5 separate regions of the Mus musculus genome follow, and all the other regions are linked to region 5. Evidence: chromatin contacts called from public HiChIP or PLAC-seq data. All regions are on one chromosome and are shown on one strand. Each heading gives the region's core, a stretch centred on a gene start, on an enhancer-like site or on the middle of the called end of the contact. The rest is flanking DNA. Distances are from core to core; before and after follow the strand shown. Region 1 holds the start of Ugt1a6b (UDP glucuronosyltransferase 1 family, polypeptide A6B). Region 2 has its middle 140 kb from the start of Gm41913. Region 3 holds the start of Ugt1a6a (UDP glucuronosyltransferase 1 family, polypeptide A6A). Region 4 holds the start of Usp40 (ubiquitin specific peptidase 40). Region 5 holds the start of Arl4c (ADP-ribosylation factor-like 4C).

Region 1 (5,715 bases), core at 1,789-4,288, 600 kb before region 5:
GTGGGGAAACCATGAGATGATGGCAAGTGCATCCCCTGTCCCATATTCCAGTAACACAAGGGACACAAGTTCTACTTACCATCCCTCTCTACTCTATCCACCTTTCCTTCCTTCGGTCTATCAATTCATTGATCCATCTATCCATCTATTTGTGTCTGTGTTTCTACTTCTGTCTTTGTCACTGTCTCTCTCTCTCTCTCATACCTGTGTGCGCATGTGTGTGTATCTATATATATTCATACTGGTGAGTGTGTGTGTGAGTGTGCATGTATGCTCATGCTTGTGAATAAGTGAGTGTGCATGTATGTGTGCTCAGGCTTGTGAGTGAGTGTGCATGTATGTGTGTGTATGCGTGTATAAGCATGAAAGACGACATCACATTGTACTCCGTGTTACTTTCTTCAGTCACCATCTCTCTCTCACTGTAACTGTACTTATCAACCCATCTAGACTGGCTAGCCGGTGAGCACCAGGACTCTTTCTTTCTCTGCCTCCCCAGAGCTGGGATTGCAAGTCCATGCTGTGGTGCCAGGATGCTGCTTCCTGATTCGCTTGGGTACCAAATGCCTGACTAGGGGTGGTGATGAGAGAAAGAAGACAGGACAGGCACACAGCACAACAATGCTGGGATTACTCAAGGTTCTCTGCTTCCTAGCTCACCAATGTGGATAATGACTTTGCCAATTTATCATGGATAATTCTCAGAAACCTAAACAGGTCATGCTCATGTCAAAATACTCATTCACCAGGCACTACACTCACTGGGGCTGCTCACACTCCCTACGTTTCAAGTTTCTTGTAAACATTGGGGGTCCAAACTCAGGTTCTAAATTTGCATGGATTGTTTAAGTAACTTGATGACTTGAGTTGAGTATATCTTTATGTGCCTATAATTATACTCATGTTTGTTTAAACATTAAAAGAACTGTTGGTTTCATCACCAACTTGATACAACCCAGACTCACCTGGATTATCTACTTTGGGTTGGCCTATGGCAGTGTCCATCCGTAGCAGATGGTTCTGCTTGCTGCAATTGATGTAGATCCCACTTGAGAGCGAGAAGCATCATTCCCTGCTTTGGGTCCCTGGACAGCATATGATTAGAGAAAGCTAGCTAAGTCCTAATCATGCACACGTTTATTTTTCTCTGCCCTTGCTTGATGATCTTCTGTCTGCTGTTTCAGGTTCTGCCATCTTACCTTCTCCATAAGGATGGACTAGAATCTGGACTTGCAAGTAAAATAAGCCTGTGTCCGATAAGCTTCTGTTTATCAGAGTATTTTACCACAGCAGCAGAAACAAAACCAGGGAAATTCATGGATTTGGTTTTGCCTTTTTTGTGTTCTGTATTCAGATTTTTTAAGTCTGAAATTGTTCTGTAGGTCTTCTGTCATCTTGTAGGTCCTGGGCCTCTAATTCCTGGGCTTAGGTATCTGAAGGATCTGGAAGGGTGAGTTCTTGAGAAGGGAATTACTCTTCATGGCTGACCTTTCCAGATAGCCCTCAGCTTCTGGAATGAAACTGTCCCCTGTCAACTTTCAGACCTCCTTCCTACTCCAGATGCTAGCTGTTCTTCATTCAATTTGGGGAGCGGCATTATTACCCATACAGGGTGGTTCTATCCCAAGATCTATGCCTTCATTCCACTGGTGTGTGCCCCAAGCCCCATTTGTTGTTCTTCAGAAATCCCTAGGTTAAAGCTGACCTTCCCCTGTATAGGTAGGAAAAATGTAATGCAAGACACCCTGAGCCTGTATCCTCGCCCTTGACTGGACTGAGTCTCCTGCAGCAGTTCTTTAGGGATAAAACATAGAAGTGCCAGGCATGCCACATTCCCTTTTCTGGTGCCCGGTACAGAAACACTCCTGACACCTGCACACCCCTCTCTCTGTGTGTGTGTGTGCGCGCACACACACACACACACACACACACACACACACACACACCAGTCTAAGAAGCAGTAGAGTCAAATCTCATGAACAAAGCTTGCAAGGCACCCTCTGGTGATGCTCTGACAGAACCTTGCTGTCCTCTCCTGCCCTCTTCCTAATTTCAACCTATGACCCCATGGACTTGCTGGAAATAATGAGCCTACCCCTGTCAGTACCCAGGTGAACCTGATGGTTTTCCTAGGAAGGGCCCTGACCTCGGTAAATTGTGTGTCTGTCATAAAGAATCCGAGGCTACATTTCCTCTTGCTTCCCCCAATCCATGCCAGCTTGCTTAAATACATTCTCCAGAAATCTTTTGCTCAGCTGCTCAGCAAGGACATAGGTACAGTGTGCTTCCTTTGTGAGCCTCTGAGGAGTGGTTTCTCATTGCTGTGAGCCAGGTTGGCAGCATCCTCTCTTGTCTCTTTTCATTCTGAGTCAAAAACCCTGATGATGTCCCAGAAGCCAGAGATCTCAAACTGGACCAGTGCCTCAGTGCAATGAACATTTACAAGTGAAGATGTGTGGACAGAGAGACATACTCTGGGATACACTGTGACAGCATTACAGCTTCTACCATGAGATATTTTCTATGCTTTTTGTTTTTGTTTTGCCTGCTTGTTCATGTGTTAAAGGCAAATGGCAGATATGACGGGGATGGTTGATGAGTGGGACTGGGGAGCACAATATGAAACCCACAAAGAATCAACTAAAAGTAAACAAACTAAAAAATAAATAAACATCAACACCCTATCCCCACACTGCTGATGCTCCACTCCAGCTTGGACTGAGTGGAGTCTATTTAAGCCTTAAAGAAAGAACTTTCATCTTGGCTATGTTCCTGCTTGCCTTTTGGGGTGGCCCCTTCAGTCTTGCTTTCCTGAGTCTCAGCTCACTGTGGTGCCAAGATTAAGGCAAGCCCTGGCATGTAGGCTCAAATGTGCATATATGTGACAAGGTCTAGGTGAGCCAGTTTTTTGATGCAAAGAACAACTTCTCCCTGGGCAGCCTGATTTCAACATCCATAACTCCCTGGCCCGCCCTCAGCAGTGATTAACAAACAGAACAAATGTAACCCTCCCTCTTTGGTGGTGGTTAGGAAACCCAGAATTCAGATGCTGGCTGATGGTGGCTGACTGGAAACCGACTTCCAGATTTCTTACTCTTGCTCAAGGGCCCTCATCACGTGCTACCTAGAGGCACAGGTCTCTAACCTTACTATCTGACAGGCAAGTAACAGATTATGTGTGGTGAGAGAGTAATACAGAATTTGAAAGATAAGGGCTTTTGTCTTCCTGTGCAGAGCTTCCCAAATGCCTGTTGATTTCATGAGGGGTGGGAGGGAAACCTGTGCTGTTTGTTTGTGATAAGCTGTTGTACTGTTTTCTTAAAGCTTATGCTTAAGGGGCAACTTTTGGAAAGTTTGTAAGGATGGGGTCTGGAACCAGCTTTGAGATTAGAGGGAAGGGCAGAGAAAGGGATTGAAGTTAGGGTTGATTACTGATCAACGGTAATTTAATCAATCAGCCCATCCCCTGTATTTCATGATGCGGCCCCTATGAAAGCACAGAGGGATTGGGTTGGGGAGCTGCCAGGTTGCTGAAGGTGTGGAGGATAGGTTGCACCAAGAACACAGAGCGGCCATGTCTCTCCCCCAAGCTCTTGGCATTTCTCCACTGCTGTCTTGTTGCACTATGGGTGCTGCTGCTATAATGAACCTCTGACTGAGTGATTTAGTTCTCTGAGTGGTTTGAGCAGAGCTGCTCTGAGGCTGAGTAAAAGAGCCTCTGGTCTGTAGCCAACTCTGCTAAGTGGTTGACTTGACTCATACATGCCTGGTAACACAAGAGCTGTGTGAGTGAAAGTGTGCAGAAGGAAAGGGTCGTTGGTTTTTCCCTTATACACATGTGGAAGGGTCAGCAACCAGCTCCTCCCTCAAAAGGGAGCTGGTTCTGTGCTTGTCTTTCCTGGAGTGACCTTTTACTATTTCATTGAAAATGAGGCACAAGGATAAAATGGACAGGCAGTCCCAATGCAAGTTCACTCACATACAATCTGGTACTCGGAACCTCCTGTATGCTGGACACTGATCTGCATGCTGCAGACTCAATAGAGAGGAACACTGGGTGTGGTAGGGTGGGACATTAGAACACTGATTGGCCACACCTGCACATGCTACTGGTAGTTGGGAGAGAGGCATAAATATACAGAAGGTGAGGATAGCAAGGAAGGGAAGGAGGCCCAGGGCCACATTCTGGGCTGCTGGACCATGGGCTCACTAGGGAAGGTGTCACGGATGGGACACTAGCAGCACTTTAAAGGAAGCAGGTGATCAGAGCTGACATCGTATTTATTATGCATATCATCTAGGGGGAGCTTCTTAGGGATTCTATGGCTATAAAGAGACACCATGACCACAGCAACTTGTAGAAAGGAAAACAGGCAATTGGGGCTGGCTTACATTTGAGAGCTTTAGTCCATTATGGTCGGGGGGTGGGGGGGTGGGAAGCATGGCATCAGGCAGGCAGACATGGTACTGGAGAAAAAGCCAGGAATTCTACATCTGGATTGGCAGGCAGCAGGGAGGGGGAGACACATTGGGCCTTGGCTGGAGCCCCTGAAACCTCAAAGGCCACCACCAGTGACACCTTTCCTCCAACAAGGCCACATCTACTCCAAGGCCATGCCTCCTAACTTTTTAAATAGTGCTACTTCCTATTAGCCCACAGGGGCCATTTTCATTTAAACCACCAAAGGGAGGGCTTGAAAGCTGCAGCCCTCTGCTCACATCAGCCCTGAGCTCTGCCTTCCCTGGAACATGCTTATCATATGTGCTCCAGGTCGCTCTCACTCTCCAGAGTTCTGTCATTTCAGAGAGAGCAATGCTATGCATCAATAAGAAAGGCTTGGGCCATAGGTGGGAAAGTTTATTTGATATCAAACAAGGAGATTCAAAATAAATTCTTGGAGCCCAGTGGCATTTGGAGCCCATTTTAGAACATGAACACAGTTTTCTGCTAGCAATACCAAAATGGTCACTTGCTTTTCTGAGCACATCTTCCTCCAAGGGTGCTGTGGAATTTCTGGAAAGTTCAGGCTATGTGGCATTGCAACAGAACAAACTGTAATGCAAATTAGGGATTTCCAGCTGTTCCCTAGGAGGCCAACCAGTTAATGGACTGGAGAAAAACATCAAGCAAAGCAACTTTTAGACAGTTTTCTATCCTCCCAACCTGTTGTATGTTAACAAAATGGGTTTATTCTTCTCTTGAATATGTCAACTTTGTTGGGTATGTCAACTTTGATTTTTAAAATAGTCCCTTTGACTTCTTTAGCCCACAGGAGCATTGTGAAGGTCTCTGAAGGCCTTGTATATTAGACTTAGACTCTCTCCTAGTTGGCTCACTACACACTCACTCTATGTGAGGCGGTGCCTGATTCTAGAACTACAAGTAAAATCCACTTAGGTTGTCTTTTAAAACTTTGTTTTGACATATTATTGATTTCAGTCTTATGTGTATGGGTGTTTGTCTATATGAGAATATGTGTGTTGTGAATATGTCCACTGAGGTAAGAAGACAGTAGCATAGCCTTTGGAATCTGGTTTACACATAGCTGTTAGCTGCTGTGAGGGGGCTGGGATTTGAACTTTGGTACTCTGGAGGACTTGTCAGTGTTCTTACCTGCTGAGCCATCTCTTCAGGCCTGCTTCTTTTTTCGAGGCAAACACCCATGAAATCCAGGCTGTTCTCAAACTCACTATGTAGCTAGGATGACCTTGAAC
Region 2 (5,160 bases), core at 192-2,691, 540 kb after region 5:
TCTGTGAGTGCTCAGCACTTCAGCCTGGTTTAAATTTGGACCAAAATACCCAAAAAAGACTCAGTTTGAGGTGCAGAAAACCCATGAGCCTTACACTCTGGGCTATCAGATTTTGGTCTGCATGGCTGCTATCAACACCAAATCCACAGGGGCACTGTCCAGAGGGGGTGTGAAGGGAGCCAGATACTCTGAGCACAGGGGCCATGGCTCCCAAGCTGCTGTCTTATATTTGGGGACATGTGTGTCACACTTGGAGGAAGAGTAGGGACTCCCAGGCACCTTCTACCTGCCAGGCCCTTGAGCTGAGCAATATCATTTGCAGGGTAGAGTGGTCCAGTGGGCAGGACAGGCCTTCTGCCTTGGTGGACAAGGCCAAATAAAGCTGCCACTTGTATCACCACACAGACAACGCATGGCGCACCTCTTAGAAACAGACACAGTCCCTCTGTGTAAATGGAAAAGTAGTAGGCGGTCTTTTTTCATAGTTACCGTTTATACTTCTGTCTCTGAAATTTGAGGCATGTGACACAGAAAACGCTGTCGCTAGATTTGCAGAGGCATCGTGAAAATCCTAAAAGCCTCTAGGTCTGGCTTGACAGGTCTATTTTCAGAAGGATGTTAAATCTTTTAAAGGTTATCGCTTATAAACTGGATACTATTGTCTTATTGGAACAAGGATGAATATCTAGACTAGTCCATATAATCTATTTCTAGAGCTGAATGTTATTATTCATTTACTGGAACAAAAGTGAACTTCTGTAATATTCCATATAAGGTTTTGCAGAACAAGTTCAAGAAGGAGAATTCAAAGCAAACGCCCAATGGCCCGAGGTGAGCCATTAGCAAAGTAACATCTTGCAGAGATGACAGATGGGAAAGAGAGGGATGCATTCCTCTCATCTGAACTAGCTCCCGGCAGAGGGAAGAGTCCTCAAAACAATGGACCGAAATCCTTTCCTAAAACAAGCCCTCTGGGCCCCCTGTCAGAACCCCACTAATCGCTTACTGATCTCCCCACCCTGTAGCTGAAGCCTGGCTCACAACATTTACAGCTAAGTACATTATTAAACAACGTTTGCCAATCCCTGGGGGAAATGTGGCAAGGAATGAATAATTCTGAAAAGATTCTGGCATCTGTGTGCATTAACCACAAACGGCCATTAAGTCGGAGCAGTGAGAAAGCAGGCTGCTGGATGCAGAGCTAAAACCGGAAGACATGCTGCTCCCTCCCTCACCCCCCACCCTGGCCCTGCTTCACCTTTTGTAGGAGGGGGCCAAGGCCTGGTCCCCACCCACAGTCAGCCCCAGGGTCACCTTCTCTCCCTTTGATCCCTACAATGAAACAACCTAATTCCTCCTCAGCAGCTTCACCAAACACGGCAGTCAATCACTGCCCTGGACTTCTTTGAGGTTCCTGAAGCACCTCCAACCTCAAGGCCAAGCAGAGCTTGCAAGTAACAAGCAGCCTTAGAGGCTCTTCTTGCAGCCAGCTCTAGTGTACAGTGGCCTGCAGTATACACTGCCTCGGGCCAAAGATGGGAGCACAGTCCCCATGGCAGCTAGCCCCCTCCCCTTGTCGTCTGTCTCACACTTGGTGTTCCAGGAATGATTTTGATTCCGGATGCTGTGTTGTCAGGGAGATGGCTGCACTGACCTTTGGTGTATTTATATAGTTGGGATGTTAGCTGATGACAGTCTGAATCCAGCTTTGTGTTTGTCAAATAGGACCAAGCCTCTTCTGGTTGCAAGAATAGAGGATCAGAAAGAGGTTGGGAAATCTTGGAAGTAAAGATGGTGAGGGAGGGTCTCTATGAACATGGGACGGCTTTGCTCCATGTCAAATGGAGCCGGAACTCAGCCAGTATCCTCATGGAGTGTCTCCTTAGCCCAGTGTTGTGTCACACTAAGTCGCTCTCTCTCTCTCTCTCTCTCTCTCTCTCTCTCTCACACACACACACACACACACACACACACACACATACACACACACACACAAATGGGGGAGGGGGATAGTGTCAGGAAAGACAGATCCTAAAGTCAAGGCACAGAAAAGATAAGACTCTTTCTTATTTACTGCTAAGGAAAGTATTGTTCCTTGTTGTAGGTTTACTGCTCTTCCAGAGTCTGGGGACAGCTAGGTTAACCTAATTTTCAGGTGAGTAAGTATGACCTCCCTAGAAAGGTGACCAGCATTACCTGGCACCTGAATAACAAAGAGTTATGTGATAACATCTTCCCTGGGTGGATGCTGGAAGCCTGCTGCCTCTGAGGTTAGGGATAGTGACATTATGAGGTAAGTGTCACCTGGATGGTGACCTTTCCTTACCCTCCTCCATTGGCCCTGTTATGCTGCTGGACTGCTGGGCTTTCAATGTCCATAGGAAGGGCTGAATCCTGCTGTTATGACATTTTGGTAATGCATGGCACACCAAATCAGAAATCTTTGTTAAAGAATTCCCAATGACCATGGTGTTTTTAGATGTGAGGAGGTTGTCTCAGATTCTCTGCCTAGGTCCAGCCTTGGCTTGGTCAGGAGTTCTGAGGAAGGGGCGTTTAGAAGCACCAGAAGAAATGACTTAAAGTCAATTTTAGATACAAGCTGACAGCTCTGTATTCTGCTCAAGACAGCTCTCCAGAGATCTCTAGACAGCTCAGCTCTTGCAGACCAAAACCCAGGTTTTTATTTGCATATTAGTTCAGTCATTTACTCTGGCTCCCTTTTAATTATCTCATAAATTAACATTTTATGATCTTAGCCCCTTGACTCTTAGAAAGGGACAGCAAGTTCTTTTTTTTATTATTTATTTTATTTTATTTTATTTATATGAGTACACTTTAGCTGTCTTCAGACACACCAGAAGAGGGCATCAGATCCCGTTACAGCTGGTTGTGAGCCACCATGTGTTTGCTGGGAATTTAACTCAGGATCTCTGGAAGAGCATCTTTTAACCACTGAGCCATCTCTCCAGCCCCCAAGTTCATTAAAAAAAAAAAAAACATAGTAAATGAACTCAGAGATCTGCCTGCCTTTGTCAGCACAAACAATAAGTTTAGCTGGGTGGGATCTTGTCCTAAGATTATCATTTCCACCAGGCTTGTACCTAAATTTGCTGTCTCAGGCTGACCTTGAACTCAAAAATTTGCCTGCCTTTGAATCTTTCTGACAAGCTAGCTCATTAACAAAACTGCCTTTGTTCTTTTAGGCCAGTGAATCTCCTCATACAATTCATATTGCATCCTTAAATTTTGCATAGTTGAGAAATCATACATTCTTGAACTCATGCTTTCAGGGCTCTTTCCCACAGCCTTAAGGGTTGTCTTGAAACTCACATAGCATTTGCTATTTTGCTAAGACACATCCTTCCTTCCCAGACTTATGCTGCGCCTAGTTATCATGGAGTCACTAACTTTGGCATGGAGAACAGTCCCTATAACTTTAGTGAGGAAAACATTTCCCAAAGGAAAAAGCATAAAATAAATTATGTACATTATTATACAAATAAGCCCCATGCCCACAGTGGCCATCAACACTCATGGAGGTCCTTGCCTTGCTTGCTCTGCTCCAAGGGCAGAAACTGTGTCACACTGTCCCTTCTGCAGTGGCCATGCAGGACTCAGCACTTTTCCAGAGCTGGAACAGATAGTTCAAGTGACCTTTGGAGGTCCCAAACCTTGGAATGCATAGTATCTCTTCCCACACTTATCTGGAGAAAATAATATTAAAATAATAATAATAATAATAATAATAATAATAAATAACAAACTGATAAAATAGAAGAAAGATTAGTAAATCTACCAGTATTCTTATTTTTTCCTGTGATAACTGATCAGATAAATTTTACTTTTTAAAAAATTAATATTCTTCATTTTTAAAAAAGAAACACTTTATAATTATAAGGAAATATAAGTGAAAAGAAAATATTCTGGACCCCTCATCATCATCTGGCACATATATGTGCATGTATGCATACATATATACATACATACATACATACACATGTGTGCTGGATAGTTTTATGTCAACTTGACACAAACTGAAGTCATCTGAGAGGAAGGGGCCTCAATTAAGAAGATGCCTCCATAAGATCAGGCTGTAGGCAATGCATAGGGCATTTTTAAAAATAAACAAGACATTCCAGAAGGGACTTGGGAGACAGCTGGTACCCCAGATTTGGAAAGTTTTCTATTAAGTCCTGAAGAGATTGGATGAATTGACTAAAACCGTGACGCCCGTCTGAGGTGGAGCAGAGGGTCTGCTGATGTTGCCTCTGCCCAAGTAGCTTTATCTGTATGGAACTTCATGGGTCTTGACGACTTTATTTTTGGCTAATAAGTAAAGATAGAAGGGAAGCAGAAGGAAGTCCCATGTGCCCTGCCTCACTCCTGGGGCCATAAGAACACCTGGCCATGGCTCTGATTCCCTTCTTCTAGGCATTCCGAGCTGCTCTCTCACTTCAGCTTAATGATATTCTGGTCCAGCCTGCAGCGTTTTAGAGCAAGCATCTTTTATGGACTCTTCCCAGAGAGAGCTTCAGGTGTCCCAAGAAAGGGTGACACCTCCTCTTTCCATATATATATATATATATATATATATATATATATATATATATATATATAGAATCCTTTTATTTAATTGAACATTAAAAACAAAAAACAAAAACAAAAATAAAACAAAAAAAAAATCACATCACTATGACTCTGCCCAGTCCCAGCCATAGGGATTGTAATATCCCTTCACTACAGAGGTGTATAATTCCTGATTGGCAACTGTTGGGCTAGACATGTTGGCTTCACAAAGGTCATCCCTGAATTCTTGATGGGATGATGAGGTATCCAGAACAAAAGAATAGGTTGGATGACTATACTCACTGATATGAGTTAACTGAGGAGTTAGGCTCTATCTGAAGAAGGTTTTTGCTTGGTCCCCCAGGGTCTTTCTCTTGTTCTTCTCCATTCAACATTTTCAGCCACGATTTGTATGAAGACTTACAAGTATGCAAGTTAAACATCTATTCAACACTTAGCCCTCTGTCTTGAAGTATGGCATTTACATTTCTCTCCCCAACATGCTATAAACTGCAGGTGTGTCCTCCTGAAAACTGGGCCAAGTGCTTTGCCTACAGCTGAGGACTTAACAAATGACTCTTGAAATTAACTTTA
Region 3 (5,221 bases), core at 2,377-4,876, 570 kb before region 5:
TTTATTCTGAATAAATTCTAATATTATTTAGAGATGCTATTACATACTTTAGTATGTATGGAAAGATATTATTAAAATATATTAAAAATTGATTTAATAGGAAATAGCCAGTCCAGGCCTTTTCATTTTTACAGTGAGTTTTAGTAGAATCTAGTACTGAGTCCCACCACTATTGATTCATGTCATTGTGGGCAATTTGGGGCCTTGGTAGCTCTGGAGTTGGGAGGCCAGTGGTCATAGGCACAGCAACAGAAGCTCCAAACTTCCAGTCTTAAGTTTGAAGGCCACTTGTGTACCCTCTGCAGTCAGCTGGCTGCCATCTGTGTAGTCAGCACCCTTGAGAAACATCTTGCCTCTGTCTTTTTTGGAATGTTCCCCACAAGGATGTTTTTTCAGCATGGGAAAGTGTTGACTTAGATCCTCTGAATGTAATCCCTCAGCATTTGTGTGTTAGTTTTGATGATGTTACAGATTGACAGGGCACTGGGTTTTGTCAGAGAGTCTTTCATTCAGCAGCCATCCATGAAAACCTTCTGTGTGCCTGGCTCAGTGTTAGGGATGCAACCACTGAATGGAGGTAGCTTTAGCCAGGCAGAAGTTTGCTGACTAATGAAGAAACAGAAGTATGAGCACAGAGAGAACCAATAACAAGGGGCCCAGTGGGGAAACCATGAGATGATGGCAAGTGCATCCCCTGTCCCATATTCCAGTAACACAGGGACACAAGTTCTACTAACCATCCCTCTCTACTCTATCCACCCATCCTTCCTTAGGTCTATCAATTCATTGATCCATCTATCCATCTATCTGTGTCTGTGTTTCTACTTCCCTCTTTGTCACTGTGTCTCTCTCTCTCATACCTGTGTGCGCATGTGTGTATCTGTATATTCATGCTTGTGAGTGTGTTTGAGTGTGCATGTATGCTCATGCTTGTGAATAAGTGAGTGTGCATGTATGTGTGCTCAGGCTTGTGAGTGAGTGTGCATGTATGTGTGTGTATGCGTGTATAAGCATGAAAGACGACATCACATTGTACTCCGTGTTACTTTCTTCAGTCACCATCTCTCTCTCACTGTAACTGTACTTATCAACCCATCTAGACTGGCTAGCCAGTGAGCACCAGGACTCTTTCTTTCTCTGCCTCCCCAGAGCTGGGATTGCAAGTCCATGCTGTGGTGTCAGGATGCTGCTTCCTGATTCGCTTGGGTACCAGATGCCTGGCTAGGGGTGGTGATGAGAGGAAGAAGACAGGACAGGCACACAACACAACAATGCTGGGATTACTCAAGGTTCTCTGCTTCCTAGCTCACCAATGTGGATAATGACTTTGCCAATTTGTCATGGATAATTCTCAGAATCCTAGACAGGTCATGCTCATGTCAAAATACTCATTCACCAGGCACTACACTCACTGGGGGCTGCTCACACTCCCTACGTTTCAAGTTTCTTGTAAACATTGGGGGTCCAAACTCAGGTTCTAAATTTGCATGGATTGTTTAAGTAACTTGATGAATTGAGTTGAGTATATCCTTATGTGCCTATAATTATACACATGTGTGTTTAAACTTTAAAAGAACTGTTGGTTTCATCACCAACTTGATACAACCCAGACTCACCTAGATTATCTACTTTGGGTTGGCCTATGGCAGTGTCCATCCGTAGCAGATGGTTCTGCTTGCTGCAATTGATGTAGATCCCACCTGAGAGCGAGAAGCATCATTCCCTGCTTTGGGTCCCTGAACAGCATACGAATAGAGAAAGCTAGCTAAGTCCTAATCGTGCACATGTTCATTTTTCTCTGCCCTTGCTTGAAGATCTTCTGTCTGCTGTTTCAGGTTCTGCCATCTTACCTTCTCCATAAGGATGGACTAGAATCTGACTTGCAAGTAAAATAAGCCTGTGTCCGCTAAGCTTCTGTTTATCAGAGTATTTTACCACAGCAGCAGAAACAAAACCAGGGAAATTCATGGATTTGGTTTTGCCTTTTTTTGTGTTCTGAATTGAGATTTTTCAAGTCTGAAATTGTTCTGTAGGTCTTCTGTCATCTTGTAGGTCCTGGGCCTCTAATTCCTGGGCTTAGGTATCTGAAGGATCTGGAAGGGTGAGTTCCTGAGAAGGGAATTCCTCTACATGGCTGACCTTTTCAGATAGCCCTCAGCTTCTGGAATGAAACTGTCCCCTGTCAACTTTCAGACCTCCTTCCTACTCCAGATGCTAGCTGTTCTTCATTCACTTTGGGGAGCGGCATTTTTACCCATACAGTGTGGTTCTATCCCAGGATCTATGCCTTCATTCCACTGGTGTGTGCCCCAAGCCCCATTTGTTGTTCTTCAGAAATCCCTAGGTTAAAGCTGACCTTCCCCTGTATAGGTAGAAGTAATGTTATGCAAGACACCCTGAGCCTGTATCCTCCCGCTGGACTGGACTGAGCCTCCTGGGCAGCAGGAGGGATAAAACTTAGAAGTGCCAGGCATGCCACATTCCCTTTTCTGGTGCCCAGTACAGAAATACTCCTGACAGCTGCACACCCCCCCCTCTCTCTCTGTGCACATGTACACACACACACACACCAGTCTAAGAAACAGTAGAGTCAAATCTCATGAACAAAGCTTGCAAAGCACCCTCTGGTGATGCTCTGACAGAACCTTGTTGTCCTCTCCTGCCTTCTTCCTGATTTCAACCTATGACCCCATGGACTTGCTGGAAACAAGAACAAGCCAGTCAGTACCCAGGTGAACCTGATTTTCCTAGGAAGGGCCCAGGCCTCGGTAAATTGTGTGTCTGTCATAAAGAATACGAGGGTACAGTTCCTCGTGCTTTCCCCAATTCATGCCAGCTTGCTTAAAGACATTCTTCAGAGAGCTTTTGCTCTGCCACTCAGGAAGGACAGAGCTACAGTGTGCTTCCTTTATGAGTCTCTGGGGAGTGGTTTCTCATTGCTGTAAGCTTGTCTCTTTTCATTCTGAGTCAAAAATCCTGTTTATGTCACAAAAGCCAGAGATCTCAAACCAGACCAGTGCCTCACTGCAATGAACATTAGCAAGTGAACATGTGTAGACAGAGAGACATACTGTGGGACACACTGTGACAGTATTACAGCTTCCATGATGAGATATTTTCAATGCTTTTTTGTTTTTGTTTTGCCTGCTTGTTTATGTGTTAAAGGCAAAGAACAGACACCAGGGGGATGGGTGACCAGTGGGCTGGGAAGCACAATTTGAAACCCACAAAGAATCAATTAAAAGCAAAACAAAACAAAAAACTCCAACTCCCCTCCTCCCTCCCACGCTGATCCTCCACCCCTGCTTGGACTGAGTGGAGTCTTTGTAAGCCTTAAAGAAAGAACTTTCATCTTGGCTATGTTCCTGCTTGCCCTTTGGGGTGGCCCCTTCAGTCCTGCTTTCCTGAGCCCCAACCGACTGGGGTGCCAAGGTTAAGGCAAGTACTGGCAAGCTGGTTCCAATATGCATATGCCTGACAAGGTCTGGGTGAGCCAGTTCCTTGATTCAAAGAACAATTTCCTCCAGGGCAGCCTGATTTCAACATCCATAACTCCCTGGCCCGCCCTCAGCAGTGATTAACAAACAGAACAAATGTAACCCTCCCTCTTTGGTGGTGGTTAGAAAACCCAGAATTCAGATGCTGGCTGATGGTGGCTGACTGGAAACCGACTTCCAGATTTCTTACTCTTGCTCAAGGGCCCTCATCACGTGCTACCTAGAGGCACAGGTCTCTAACCTTACTATCTGACAGGCAAGTAACAGATTATGTGTGGTGAGAGAGCAATACAGAATTTGAAAGATAAGGGCTTTTGTCTTCCTGTGCAGAGCTTCCCAAATGCCTGTTGATTTCATGAGGGGTGGGAGGGAAACCTGTGCTGTTTGTTTGTGATAAGCTGTTGTACTGTTTTCTTAAAGCTTATGCTTAAGGGGCAACTTTTGGAAAGTTTGTAAGGATGGGGTCTGGAACCAGCTTTGAGATTAGAGGGAAGGGCAGAGAAAGGGATTGAAGTTAGGGTTGATTACTGATCAACGGTAATTTAATCAATCAGCCCATCCCCTGTATTTCATGATGCGGCCCCTATGAAAGCACAGAGGGATTGGGTTGGGGAGCTGCCAGGTTGCTGAAGGTGTGGAGGATAGGTTGCACCAAGAACACAGAGAGCGGCCATGTCTCTCCCCCAAGCTCTTGGCATTTCTCCACTGCTGTCTTGTTGCACTATGGGTGCTGCTGCTGTAATGAACCTCTGACTGAGTGATTCTCTGAGTGGTTTGAGCAGAGCTGCTCTGAGGCTGAGTAAAAGAGCCTCTGGTCTGTAGCCAACTCTGCTAAGTGGTTGACTTGACTCATACATGCCTGGTAACACAAGAGCTGTGTGAGTGAAAGTGTGCAGAAGGAAAGGGTCGTTGGTTTTTCCCTTATACACATGTCGAAGGGTCAGCGACCAACTCCTCACAAGGGAGCTGGTTCTGTCTTATCCTTCCTTGAGTAACCTTTTACTATTTGATTGAAAATGAGGCACAAGGATAAAATGGACAGACAGTCCCAATGCCAGTTTACTCACACACAAACTGGTACTCGGAGCCTTCTGTATGCTGGACACTGATCTGCATGCTGCAGACTCAATAGAGAGGAACACTGAGTTTGGTAGAGAGGGACATTAGAACAATGATTGATCCCACCCTGCACATGCTACTAATAGTTGGGAGAGGGATGCATAAATACACAGAAGGTGAGGTAATGATAGCAAGGAAGGGAAGGAGGCCCAGGGCCACAGACTGGGCTGCTGGACCCTGGGCTCAACAGGGAAGGTGTCACGGATGGGACACTAGCAGAACTTTAAAGGAAGTAGGTGATCAGAGCTGACATCGTGTTTATTATGTATATCATCTAGGGGGAGCATCTTAGAGGTTCTAAGGCCATAAAGAGACATCATGACCACAGCAACTCATAGAATGGAAAACAGGTAATTGGGCCTGGCTTACTTTTGAGAGCTTTAGTCCATTATGGTCATGGCAGGAAGCATGGCAGCAGGCAGGCAGACATGGTGCTGGAGAAGAAGCCAGGCATTCTACATCTGGATTGGCAGGCAACAGGGAGGGGGAGACACATTGGGCCTTGGCTGGAGCCCCTGAAACCTCAAAGGCCACCATCAGTGACACCTTTCCTCCAACAAGGCCACATCTACTCCAAGGCCATTCCTCCTAACTTTTTAAATAGT
Region 4 (5,679 bases), core at 2,688-5,187, 690 kb before region 5:
TGAGATCAAGGCCAACTTGGTCTCTATAAGATTTTGCCTCAAAAAAATCCAAAGACTAAGGTGTAGTTTAAGGGTAGAGTCCATACCTAACACTGCGCCACCCCCTTAAAAAAAAACCCTATAAGCATTAAAAAAAAAAAAAAAAGATTGGTTTTCACTGTCTTTGGCTATGGGATTCAAAAGCTATGAGGAGTCACAGAAGACAGAAAAATGTCACATGTGAGGCTGCTAACCAACCATTCAAGTTATGGACCAGGCTGGACGTCTTCTACCTTGAGACCCTTCCCACCTCCCTTTTTTGGTGTGTAAATGTCTTTCTATGCAAGTAGTAAGACATGGCAATGACCTTACTTGAAAATGAAGTTGTCAGCCCCAGCACTGGCCTCCAGTGTTTTGACACATTCCACTGAGGTAAGTGATAAACGGAGTGAATAGATCTCTTTACTGAAGAACATTGGTGCCTACTCTGCAGAAAAGCCTACAGGGTAAGGAACAAAACCACTCATTTCTAGTCTAGCCTCCCACTGTTCCGCACTGCAATGTACTGGAAATAGAATGGAACACCACTCCCCACAAAGGACATTTACACAAAACATCCCCGTTTCCCTCTTTCAGTATCTGTTCCTCCTTACTCTTTCCAGATTATACCTGCTCCTCTCTTCCACGGCAGGACCATGCTGAACCATGCAGAGTGCACACTGCATCCAGTGCCAAACTACGTGCTTGAAGACATGCGAGAAGCTTACGGCTCTTGCTCTCTTCTCTTCTCTTCTCTGCTTGCTCTTGCTCCCCTTACCCTCTCCCTCCCTCCCATCCCCCTCCACGTTCTCTCCACATGCTCATGGCCTGCCTCTACTCCTCTTCTCTCTCTACTCCCTCAATCCTCCCCCCCACCCATTGCCCTAAATAAACTGTACTCCATACTAAAAGAGACGGGGAAGGACTTGTCTATTCCTCTCAAGCTCCTGGTATTCTCCATGATCTACTTTGATTCCCCCCCCCCCTTCTCTTTCTCTTTTTGGGGTTTTGAGACAGTCTCACTAGATAGCCCAGGCCAGCCTTAGACTTTTAATCTTCCTGCCTTAATCTCCTGTGTGTGAGACTACAGGTGTGTGCCATATAGCTACTATTCAGTTTCTTTTTCTTCATTTTGTTTTGAGAGAGGGTTAGTCTCATGTGGTTTTGAACTTGGGACCCTTCTCTTGCTCCACCTCCTACATGCTCTCAAGTCTGTTCTTAAGGCTATTTTTTTTCTTTTTTTTTCTTTTTTTTTTTTTTTTTACTTTAAGTTGCCTTTACTTTAAGTTGCCTTTTAACTTCAACCCTATTAAAACCTGGAAGGTCTATATCCTTCTTCATTACTGCTTAGTAATGCTGAAAATTCTGAAGAGTAGAATTACTATCAGGAGGCAACTTTATATAGAGGCTGAGGTCAAGGACACAAGATACCACTCTGAAATCTGTCAGTTCACTGCATTAGAATGGCACACTAGATGTGGACAACAGTAAATATGTCCTAAATCGCTAGAAAAATAAGTCTAGCTCAGAGAAACAGAACATTCCAGAGATCTGATAAACGGTGTGGTAGTGAGAACTCGGCATTTAAGTACAAGCCAAACCAGACTGTCGTCAGAATAGACATGAGCTACATATTCATGAATATTTGGACACCGCCCCCCCCCCAATCCGGATCATGCACAGGTCAAACAAGGCTCATGCTGGAATCAAAGGACACAGAGATGCCAATGAAGGAAGCTGGAGTGTAGAGATGGGAATGGGACAAACATGTTGAGAAATAGGCAAGAAATAAAGGCTTTGGTGAAGACTGCCTGGCTTCCAGCATGTGGTTTCTGGAGAAATAGTCTGTCATCTCGGTAACTCACCACAGCCGTCTAATACAGCTAATCTGTGTAGGTTTTTGTTTCTGTTTCCTTTACAAAGCTCCTTACTTCAATTCCTTTGGGTCTTTGAAATTCATAATTTCCAGGTTTTTGAGTGATGAAGGAGGTGTCTGTACACTATTTTTCATTCCTATCAAGGTCTGGGGCAGACAATGCTAACTAAACAGATTAACATTCCTGTTGTGAATATATTAGTGTTCATACTCCTGAGAGAACTAAAACTCCCAAGAAGCCTCAGCCAGGTTAGCTTCTGAGGCCAAACAAATTCAGTACAGATCAGCTCAGAATCAGAGTTCTCTGAATCTCAGAAATGCAGATATGTAACTATGGATGTGTATAAATAATGTGACAACTTTTCCCACTGCAGAAGTCAAGCTGCATGTGTAACCCTGTCTTAAGTGACCGTTACTCTGGAGAAAGATGAGAGAATTCTCTTTATGTTGTATTTCAAATTATGGGAATTAGAAATACCTTGCCTTGTTTTTGCTGCTGTTGTTATGAAACACTACATCACTACACAGAATAGATTTTTTAAATGGTAAGCTTCATAATTTTCTTCAGAGAACGGCAAATATATGTCTTTCTTTGCAACAATGAAACACATATTGTTGAATCCACCTTAAGATTCGTTTTCTTTTATGTTTTTTTCATAACTAATTACATATAAAGCCCACGGTACATATTATTCAAATGCATGTCACATAGCATACCTCTGAATTCAGGTGTGAAATGAAGCGTCTGAAGAAGGGAGCTGAGGTAACAGGTTCCACCCTGATTTCTGATTCCACTTAAATTGGTGAATTCTCTAGGGGCAGGCGGCTCCAAACCTTTAGTCTTTAATTTCTTCCCTCTTCCATACTGACTACTTGACACACTGGAATAATCCTCTTCAAATAGGTTCCCAAACATGGTGGAACTAAACGCTATCCTTTAAAGAAAATATGTTACATAAATGTTTCCATTCTTTAAATGTACCTCCACCCCCAATTTTCTCTTATTATTCGAGCGTAGCTGTTTTGTTAAATCGTTCTTCAGAAAACACAGTAGTTTGTGTTTTGGAGAAAGCGAGACCTGACTTGTCTTTCCTACCTACACGGGGTCCTGATTAACCTGTGTGATCCTGGACAAGTTATTTTAGCTAACATTTACTTCTATGTAAAATGGGGCTGCGTATTTTTCATAGGTAAATTAAACCAGTCACATGACAAAAGAAAGGTTACTGAGTACAAAGGGCTTGACCCACAAGAACCGATAACTATTCTTGGATTCCACATCACTAAATGAGGGGGGGGGGGAGAGAAGGGGAGGAGCCTTCATCAATTATGAAATCTCAGCTTCCCCCATCCCTTCATACACAGTACCAGATCACAGCGTTTCAGTGACTTAACCCTATCACATTAATCTTGACAGTAGTTTCAGCACTTTGGCCCTAAACTAGAGAGCCAGGAGTAAGTACCTTGAGGAAGAAAAACTCTGGTCATTAGAGCCATGGAGTCCAATGGCCTTCCAAAACATACCCAGGAATCCAACTGCAGAAGTGGGGACCTGCGGGAATCTGTTCTGTTTCTTGTGTGGGGAAGGGACATTTGGGGTAAAACGCTGAGAACACTCTCTTAAGTGATAGGAATGGCCAAAATGCAGTTTTCTTCCTTCCCAACACAGTCCTCTGAACAAAAGCTCAAGAAATGGAACTCGCGAGGCAGGCCTCGAGCTAGCTCGCGGGCTGGCTTCCCGTCACGCCGCTCCAGAGGCCTTGCCGCCCACCAAGCCGCCCAGCGCCCAGGAGCGCGACCAGGCGCGCGTCCCCGCGGCCCGACCCCTGACGCGCTGCCAGCAGAGGCCCGGCGTCTCTCCCCAGGCCGCCGGCGTCGTCCCTACGCTGCCCTCGTCCCTCCCTGCGCCCAGTTCCCCAGCCCCACTTACTGCCTATAGCCCAGACCCCCGCCCCGGCCACAGCACAGAGTAAACGAACTCGCTCCGAACGGGCACCGCCATGCCGAGGAGGCCGTGTCTCTGGAAAGTGATTTCCAACCACCCACCCCCACCCCAGATGCGACTACACTTCCCAGGGTGCGTCGCGCCACGCGGAGATTTATGGGTAGTTATACTGCTCTTTTTCCAGACGGCTTACAAGTTAAAATTTGTATTTATTGCTGCCTGCAAAAAGCGTTGGAGCCACATTCTGTTAGAGCTTTCACCATTTAAGTGGAGTATGTATTTATATAGTCTCTGCTCTAGGATAACAAAAGAACCTTAAAACAGTTTTTCCTCTTCAAAGTATATCTCTGATACAAAACTTGTGAAAATGCTCTACGTTCTGTGAACCTTCTTACATCGCCTTCAATCCACCTTAAGTAGTTTATATATAACCATGCAAGCATGTATGCACACAAAACTGTCTGTCCTGCTGGAGCTCTTCGGATAGGTTACTTCCCATCCTTTGCACAGACCCCATTTGTATCTCCCTCGTCTCCTCCAACCTCTATCAGGATGTGAATGAAGGAAACAGGTGAAATCTAATTTTTATTTCAGCTGAGAGTTTAAGAGATGGAGAACAGGAATAAAGATGGAGGGTGATGGGGGTTGAGGGTGGCAGAGTCCAAGTGACCATCAGTCCAAGGGATTTGTCTTTGGAACATTTGAGGGAGGCTGGTGTGGCTAGAACGCTGAGGAAGTGTTGGGAGGAAAGGACTGGAGATGACCATTGGCTAGGAATAAGGGGTCTGGGCCAGGAAATGGACTGGGAGAGTACACAGCTCTCAGTACTCCAGGTGGAGGACCACTTTGCTTTTTAGCAACCTCCCCTTCACTTTGCTTTCCTGGCCATATCTCTTTCTGTCTTATGGTACTTTATCCTCCTATTTAAAAATCACAGCTATACCTTAAACTTTTATTCCCTGACCAAAACTCAACACTGTAAGCCAAGATCCACAGGCATAGGTGGCTTCCCTCTGGGCAGCTATATCCCCTTACACCCATGTGCTTGTTAGTTAGGTTTTGATTACTTTTTTTTTTTCTTGGTAGGTTGTTTGTTTTTGTACTTTATTTTGTTTTGTTTGTAAACGGGACACAAGCTAGGGTCACATGGAAAGAGGGAACAGATGCTGAGAGAATACCTCTATAAGATTGGCCTGGAGGCAAGTGTGGGGACATTTTCTTGATGAATGATTAATGTGGGAGGACCCAGCCCACTATGGGTGGTGCCAACCTTGGGAAGGTGGACCTGGGTTGTATAAAAAACAAACTGAGTGACCCAGAGGGAACAAGCCAGAGAGCAGGGTTTCTCCATGGCCTCCACTTCAGGTTCTGCCTCTAGTCCCTGCCTTGAGTTGCTGCCCTGCCTTGAGTTCGTGATGAACTGTGAGCTGTCTGAAATGAACCCTTTTCTCCCCACGTTGCTTTTACTGGTGGTGTTCATCACTGCAATAGAAAGCAACCTAGGACAGCCTGGCCTCTTTGTTATGTTCTGACTCATAGTTCCATTCTACCACCTGTCTACGTTCTCCTTCTCTCTCTGGGGTCAACTTACTGCAAGTGGCCATACCCCAAAGTTATCTTATCTCTTGGATTGGCTTACTTTCTGTGTACTTTCTCTAATTCTGGGCACTCAACTGTCCAATCCCTCCCACCCACCCCCATTTCTCACACTTTAGGTCTCTCCATAGACAGTCTTGTCTACATTTGTCTGACCCACTTTATTTTCTGTTCCTTTGTAGTTAAAACTGTAGTTCATCCCATCCTTTTGATTTCTCTTACACAATGAGGCAATATCCAAGAA
Region 5 (5,406 bases), core at 325-2,824:
GTGAACTGCATACCTCAGGTAACTCACACGTGATTCCCCCCCGCAGTGGGGGCTGGGCAGTCTGAACTTCTGGCCCTGCTGGAGCAAGAAGAAATCGCTTTTGTCTCTCTGACATCCAAGCTTCCCACCTGGGGCCAGAGGGCACACCACGGGACCCTTGCGTCCTCACGTCCACTCCCCACCGGTCCCCCCCACCCTATCCCACCGGTAGCTCAAGCATTATAGACAAAAGGTCCTCTGAGCTGGGGTGGGGGGGTGGGGCAGGTGACGAGATGGGTGGCTATGCAGCCTCCACACCCGGCTTAAGTCTCCAAGTCCTGTATTTGGATACAGAGATCGTGTTTTAAAAATTCGAATCATCGCTTTGGTTCGTTGTCTTTGTTCGCGGGTTCTCGCTCAACCCAGACGTCCATTCATTCACTCACTGGCTTGCTCGCTCAGCCTTGCTCCAGATCGCTGCTCTAGCGCATTACCGCTTCTTCTTCTGCTTGAGAGACTTCCTGCGTTTCAGGATCATCTCATAGAGCTTGTCCATGCCCTCGGTGAGGCCCTCGCCGATGATGGCGCACGCCGGCTGGACATGGTAGGTGGTGGCCGGGATGAGCTCGTGCAGCGCCAGTTGCTTCTCAATCTCGGCCACCGGCAGCGACTTAGGCAGATCCTGCTTGTTGGCGATAACCAGGAGCGGTGTGCCCTGGTTCTCCGCAAACTTGGTCACCTTGTGCAGCTCCGTCTTGGCCTCCTCCAGCCGGTCCACGTCCACCGAATCCACCACGTAGATGATGCCGTCCGTGCAGCGGCTGTAGGACTTCCACAGCGGCCGTAGCTTCTCCTGGCCGCCCACGTCCCAGAAGTGGCAGCTGATGCCCTTGGCAGTGCCGTTGCTCAGTTTGATCTTCTCGGTGTTGAAGCCGATAGTGGGCACAGTGTTCACGAATTCGTTGAACTTGAGCCGGTAGAGCACCGTAGTCTTGCCGGCCGAGTCCAAGCCCAGCATAACGATGTGCAGAGACTGGAAGGCCGAGATGTTGGAGGAGATGTTGCCCATGGCTCCTCGCTGCGGCGCCGGCCACTGCGACTGCGGCTGCGGCGGGAGGGCGCCGCCCCCCGAGCAGTCACAGGCCCTCTGCGGCCGGGCGCACCTGGGCCCCGCCCGTTGCTGGACCCGGTGGGGTCTCGGCGTCCCCGCGGCGCACGGCCAGGCGCGCTTAGGCTCGGAGGGGCCGGCTCCCTGGCCCGCCTGGTGCGTGCTCCGCGGGCATCTTTCTCCGGAGGCTTTGTCTCTCGCGCAGCCGCCACGGACAGACGCCGCGGTGTAGGATGTCTGCGCCTTGCGCGGTAGCCCGGCTCGACCTGCGGCTCTCCCGCACCGCGGCTCTGCAGCAGCCTCTGGTCTCGGCGCACCTCGGAGCTGCTCTAGCTCCGGCTCCCGGGAGCGCCGCAAAGGCGCAGGCGGGGCGCGGGCTTCCCCGGCGTCCGAGTTAGCGTAGCTGCCTTGCTGTCCCTGCAGTACTAGGCGCTGCTGCTACCGCCGCCGCCGCCACCAGCCTGCTGCGGCCGGAGGGCGCCGGCCCCGCCCCTCTAGTCCCGCCCACAGGCCACGCCCCTCGCCCGCCACGCCCCGCGGTCTCCCGGGGTCAGGCGGGGTCTTCTCGGTCGGTTGCGTCTTTTCGCGCGCTCCGATCGTTCGAAACTCGCCCAGGCGACCCTTCCCGCCGGCCGCGCGCCGACTGTGGGCCTGGACGCGGACTCTTCCTCCCCAATCCGGTGACGCGTCTTTTAAAAATAGCTCCGGGCTCCGGAACCCCCGCCCGGGGCCTAGCCCGCAGCTGGCCGGGCAAAGGCAGCGACTGCAGAGGGCTAGGGCGGTGAGACTGCGGCACCGACGCAGGAGGGCGGAGGAGAGGAGCTGACCTCCTTGAGCCTGCAGCCCTGCTGCTGCCCACTCCTAATCCATTTCCACCGCGTGGTTTCACGCTCTTTGGTGCCCTAGTGTCTTGGTCCCTATTCTTCCTTGATGCGTATGCTCCCTAAGTCTAGGGTGTGCCCAGGAGGCTCAGTTAAGACTACCTACCACCCACCTGCCTAGATAACTCCAGACATTTCTTTCTCAGACACCCATTTTGGAGCCTTGCTTTATGCTTCCCCACCCCTTCCCCACCCCCTCCACTCTGCTGACATCCCAGATTAGGTTAGTCTTAAAGCAACCTTTGTCATTCTACCTTGAGAACCTACCAGGGATGGGGTGAGGGTAGGGGATGGGGGAGGTCCAAATCACCTGACCAGGCTTCAGGAAAGCTAGGTCACTAGAAGACCCTAGCTAGCTTGGAGCTGGTGGTGTGATGAGTCACAAATACATATTTTCTGGGTTCCATTTCGTGACTCCATTCAGTGGTTTTATCCTACCTTGTAAAACGTAGCAAATGAATATTATTTCTGCATGTGGAGGGAAGTCGGGGGGGGGGTGATTATGAGTGACACAGGTTTGATGATGATGGGAACTAGAGATGACAGCCAAGGGGAAAATGGTTTACATTTGTGTAGGTCAGGCTTCTGGGTCAGAAAAGGTTGCAAATGTAATCCAGGGAAAGAAAATAAAAATGCTTATCATTTGTGATCTTAAAAATTATATATATACACACACACACAGAGAGAGAGAGAGAGAGAGAGAGAGGAACCTTCCTTTCTAATGCTGTTATAATACATGATTTCATTTGTACTAAAGCCTGTGAGAAAAATCACACCTGTTCAATTCCATCTTTTAATTCTCACAACTCCAAAAGCCAGTCTAGGCTTCCACCAGCTAGACTCAAGCCCAGGGACTGGTGATGGATGTTGGTGCTGGCAAGGTCCACTCAGATTACCTGTCCAGCTTGCTAGAGGAGGAAATTTAGGTCTGTGTGCTGGTACTTGCTAAGGGGACCTCAGTGCAGACAGCCTGCCTAAGATCAGTGATGCATTGGTTCTGGGATGCTTTCCAATGGGCACCCCCTCCCCCCCCCCCCCAAAAAAAAACAGGGGCACAAAAATTTGTCTCAAATTAATCTCAAATTGAGTTGGCAAAGTGATAAATACATTAATATAGTTCTGGATACATGGAAAATGTTTAGGATAAGGGTTTTCTCTTCTGGCATGGCTGGATCCTGGAGCTCACCACTAGACACTAGGCCAAATCTTCACCCGTCCTCAGTTTCCCTCTGTGCCCATCCTTTTAACTCCTGTGGCCTCACATCCTTTTGTTTGGGACCTAGAAGGAAAGGGCCTTCAACAAAAGTTCAACTTCAACAAAAGTTCAGAACACACATTTCTTTGGCCTGCCTCGTCTGCTTCAGATCCAATACTTGGATTGACATGGCTCCAGCCTAAAATGTGGTGGTTCCCACAGAAGAATTCAGGGACCCCAAAAGGGCAGATAGACAAAAATAAATGACTTGAGGGGCAGTGAAAATGGCTGAGTGGGTGTCTGCTGTGAAGCATGGATTACTGAGTTCCATCCCCGGCTCCTACACATGGGAGGAGCGAAAAGATTTCTGAAAGTTGTCCTCTGTCCTCCACATGTAATGTGTTTGTGCATGCACATGCATACATGCTAAATGTATGTTTTTAAAAATTTAAAAGGCAGTAAATCCAGTTTAATTCATGTCACGTTTGTTACTGGGAAGGCAGAGTTTTGTGTCTGGGGAGGAATTTTCTCTTCTTTCTTGTAGGCATTTCCTAAAGAGAATCTCCTTCTCTGGGTTGAGTCTTTTCTTGCTCTGTCCTCTCTGTCACAGGCAGGTGAGTGGCTACCTTGGGACTTTCAGTAAGGCTCTCACAAATGACCCAGCATATGATATGGTGGTGCCTCTTGCTCCTGTTCCCAGTTGGGATTTGCTTTTACTTTAGAGGAATCAGAGGATAATTTTGATAAGATATGGCACTTGCCTTCTTCTTACTGTTCTGATCACTGCCAGCTGCATCTTGGCTGTGTTTGCTCTCTTTGCATTTTCCACCTCATGGTGTCACTCAGCAGTTAAGGGCTGTCTGTTGTCCAGTACAAAAAACAAAACAAAACAAAACAAAACAAAACAAAACAAAAAAAAAAGCAGATTAATAGACATACAGCCTTCCAGAAGAAAACCATTACACAGCTACTCACTATCTTTGAATAGCTGTGGCCCTCCATTCTAATTTTGCTCACTGGGCAATAAGTTGATTTAACAGCTGATAATTTAACTCCTAATGCATAAAAATATCATTGGGTTGAGGCAAGTGGGAATTTCCTTCAAATGTGGAGTTCAACTGAAAGGCCCTGGAGTTGTAGGGAGGAAAAACAAACAAACAAATATTTACTAACCACACCGGCCAGACACTCCAGACCCACAATGAGCCTCTTTTTCATGACCATCCCTTAAGGTAGATATCCTGGGCCATGCTGACAGACAGGAAGGACTATAGCCACTCCCCCACCAACCTAGAGCTTTCGTCTCTGAAATGTACCTAACCCGAGCGAAGCGGCACTTCTGAGGAGTGAGTGGGATCACAACGGTGTTTGGCAGCGTGCCTGGCACACACAGTGCCCAGTAAATAGTGCCTTTGATATGAGCAAAGAAATCAGTGATAAAGAGCACATAGCCAGTGGGGGCTGGAGAGATGGCTCAGAGGTTAAGAGCACTGGCTGCTCTTCCATGGGTCCTGTACCCATATGGTGGCTTATAACCATCTATAATGAGATCTGGTGCCCCCTTCTGGCCTGCAGGCTTACATGCAAATAGAATGCTGTATACATAATAAATAAATACAGCAAAAATAACATAACATAACATAAAAAGTACACACCCACTTCCAAAGTGTATTTCCCCTGAGCCGACACTACTGGCTGTACTGTGCCTCTGTCTTCATTTTAATTAACCAGGCCAAGACATTTCTCAAGGAACAGTGAGCTCCGTGCGGGGCCTGTGATATATTTCTCAAGAGCGGAGCTCATCAACAGACAAGCTATTTTTGCTCATCTTCTGACACAAGACTCTACATCCAAAGATGGATTCAGTTACTTCAAGTGTACAGAATGGAATAACTCGGCAGGAACTTTGAAATCGCATCCTGTAAGATTCTTTTTCTCTCCTTTGAAGGGCTTAGAAATATGTGTCACCAACTAAAGTTGCTCTCCTGTGAATCAAGTGAATGGAGTAGGAAGTTGCATAGTAATTATCTTTGCCTTTAGTGAGGCTAATAGCATAAAATGCAAAGGCTGAGCCTCGGGGCTATCCTTTACCAGGGACCAGGATTCTGATCAGAATATGGGAACTCACGACTGCACGCATGCGCACCTGCCAGAACGATGACTGCGTGTACAGACTGGAAACCTGCTGCGCAATGCAGGGCTCAGATTCACACCCCGTGCCTGATTGTGCTGGTGCTGGAGCG

The links. HiChIP or PLAC-seq counts read pairs in DNA pulled down with a chosen protein or histone mark.
Region 1: a contact with region 5 is called in an H3K27ac HiChIP or PLAC-seq map of bone marrow-derived dendritic cells, with 13 times the contacts expected there. The contact joins the promoter of Ugt1a6b here to the promoter of Arl4c in region 5. A contact is called at or near these places in 1 of 39 promoter capture datasets (embryonic stem cells) and 2 of 115 datasets of contacts at active chromatin or transcription factors (bone marrow-derived dendritic cells and pancreatic cancer cells).
Region 2: a contact with region 5 is called in a CTCF HiChIP or PLAC-seq map of the NIH/3T3 cell line, with 8 read pairs. The contact joins the enhancer-like site here to the promoter of Arl4c in region 5. A contact is called at or near these places in 3 of 39 promoter capture datasets (the C10 cell line, cranial neural crest and embryonic stem cells), 1 of 15 datasets of contacts at CTCF or cohesin (the NIH/3T3 cell line), 4 of 115 datasets of contacts at active chromatin or transcription factors (the NIH/3T3 cell line, bone marrow-derived macrophages, embryonic forebrain and 1 more) and 1 of 9 other capture datasets (pancreatic islet).
Region 3: a contact with region 5 is called in an H3K27ac HiChIP or PLAC-seq map of bone marrow-derived dendritic cells, with 18 times the contacts expected there. The contact joins the promoter of Ugt1a6a here to the promoter of Arl4c in region 5. A contact is called at or near these places in 3 of 39 promoter capture datasets (the 3T3-L1 cell line, hippocampal neurons and liver) and 3 of 115 datasets of contacts at active chromatin or transcription factors (bone marrow-derived dendritic cells, embryonic forebrain and forebrain).
Region 4: a FOXA1 HiChIP or PLAC-seq map of pancreatic cancer cells shows a contact between it and region 5. The contact joins the promoter of Usp40 here to the promoter of Arl4c in region 5. A contact is called at or near these places in 5 of 39 promoter capture datasets (the 3T3-L1 cell line, hippocampal neurons, liver and 2 more) and 2 of 115 datasets of contacts at active chromatin or transcription factors (astrocytes and pancreatic cancer cells).

The regions. Positions count from the first base shown.
Region 1 is chr1:88,100,219-88,105,933 of GRCm38.p6, forward strand. It overlaps Ugt1a6b (UDP glucuronosyltransferase 1 family, polypeptide A6B), which reads left to right and starts at 3,039. Exons shown (of 6, transcript NM_201410.3): 1 at 3,039-3,160. All of the region lies in intron 1 of Ugt1a10 (UDP glycosyltransferase 1 family, polypeptide A10), which reads left to right. The region is part of intron 1 of Ugt1a9 (UDP glucuronosyltransferase 1 family, polypeptide A9); the gene reads left to right. The region is part of intron 1 of Ugt1a8 (UDP glucuronosyltransferase 1 family, polypeptide A8); the gene reads left to right. It also overlaps Ugt1a7c.
Region 2 is chr1:89,244,305-89,249,464 of GRCm38.p6, forward strand. No RefSeq gene overlaps it. Among named protein-coding and RNA genes, the nearest start is that of Gm41913, 140 kb to the right of the region's middle. Within about 2 kb of position 1,442, at least 40 of the 459 cell types and tissues checked have an H3K27ac peak or open chromatin away from gene starts, as enhancers often do. A contact at or near this core is called in the NIH/3T3 cell line and pancreatic cancer cells, where this site is marked.
Region 3 is chr1:88,131,183-88,136,403 of GRCm38.p6, forward strand. It overlaps Ugt1a6a (UDP glucuronosyltransferase 1 family, polypeptide A6A), which reads left to right and starts at 3,627. Exons shown (of 6, transcript NM_145079.3): 1 at 3,627-3,753. All of the region lies in intron 1 of Ugt1a10 (UDP glycosyltransferase 1 family, polypeptide A10), which reads left to right. The region is part of intron 1 of Ugt1a9 (UDP glucuronosyltransferase 1 family, polypeptide A9); the gene reads left to right. All of the region lies in intron 1 of Ugt1a8 (UDP glucuronosyltransferase 1 family, polypeptide A8), which reads left to right. It also overlaps Ugt1a7c and Ugt1a6b.
Region 4 is chr1:88,004,614-88,010,292 of GRCm38.p6, forward strand. It overlaps Usp40 (ubiquitin specific peptidase 40), which reads right to left and starts at 3,938. Exons shown (of 32, transcript NM_001198573.1): 1 at 3,825-3,938; 2 at 2,612-2,829. The coding sequence starts at 2,810.
Region 5 is chr1:88,700,617-88,706,022 of GRCm38.p6, forward strand. It overlaps Arl4c (ADP-ribosylation factor-like 4C), which reads right to left and starts at 1,575. Exons shown (of 1, transcript NM_177305.4): 1 at 1-1,575. The coding sequence starts at 1,048. The coding sequence ends at 470.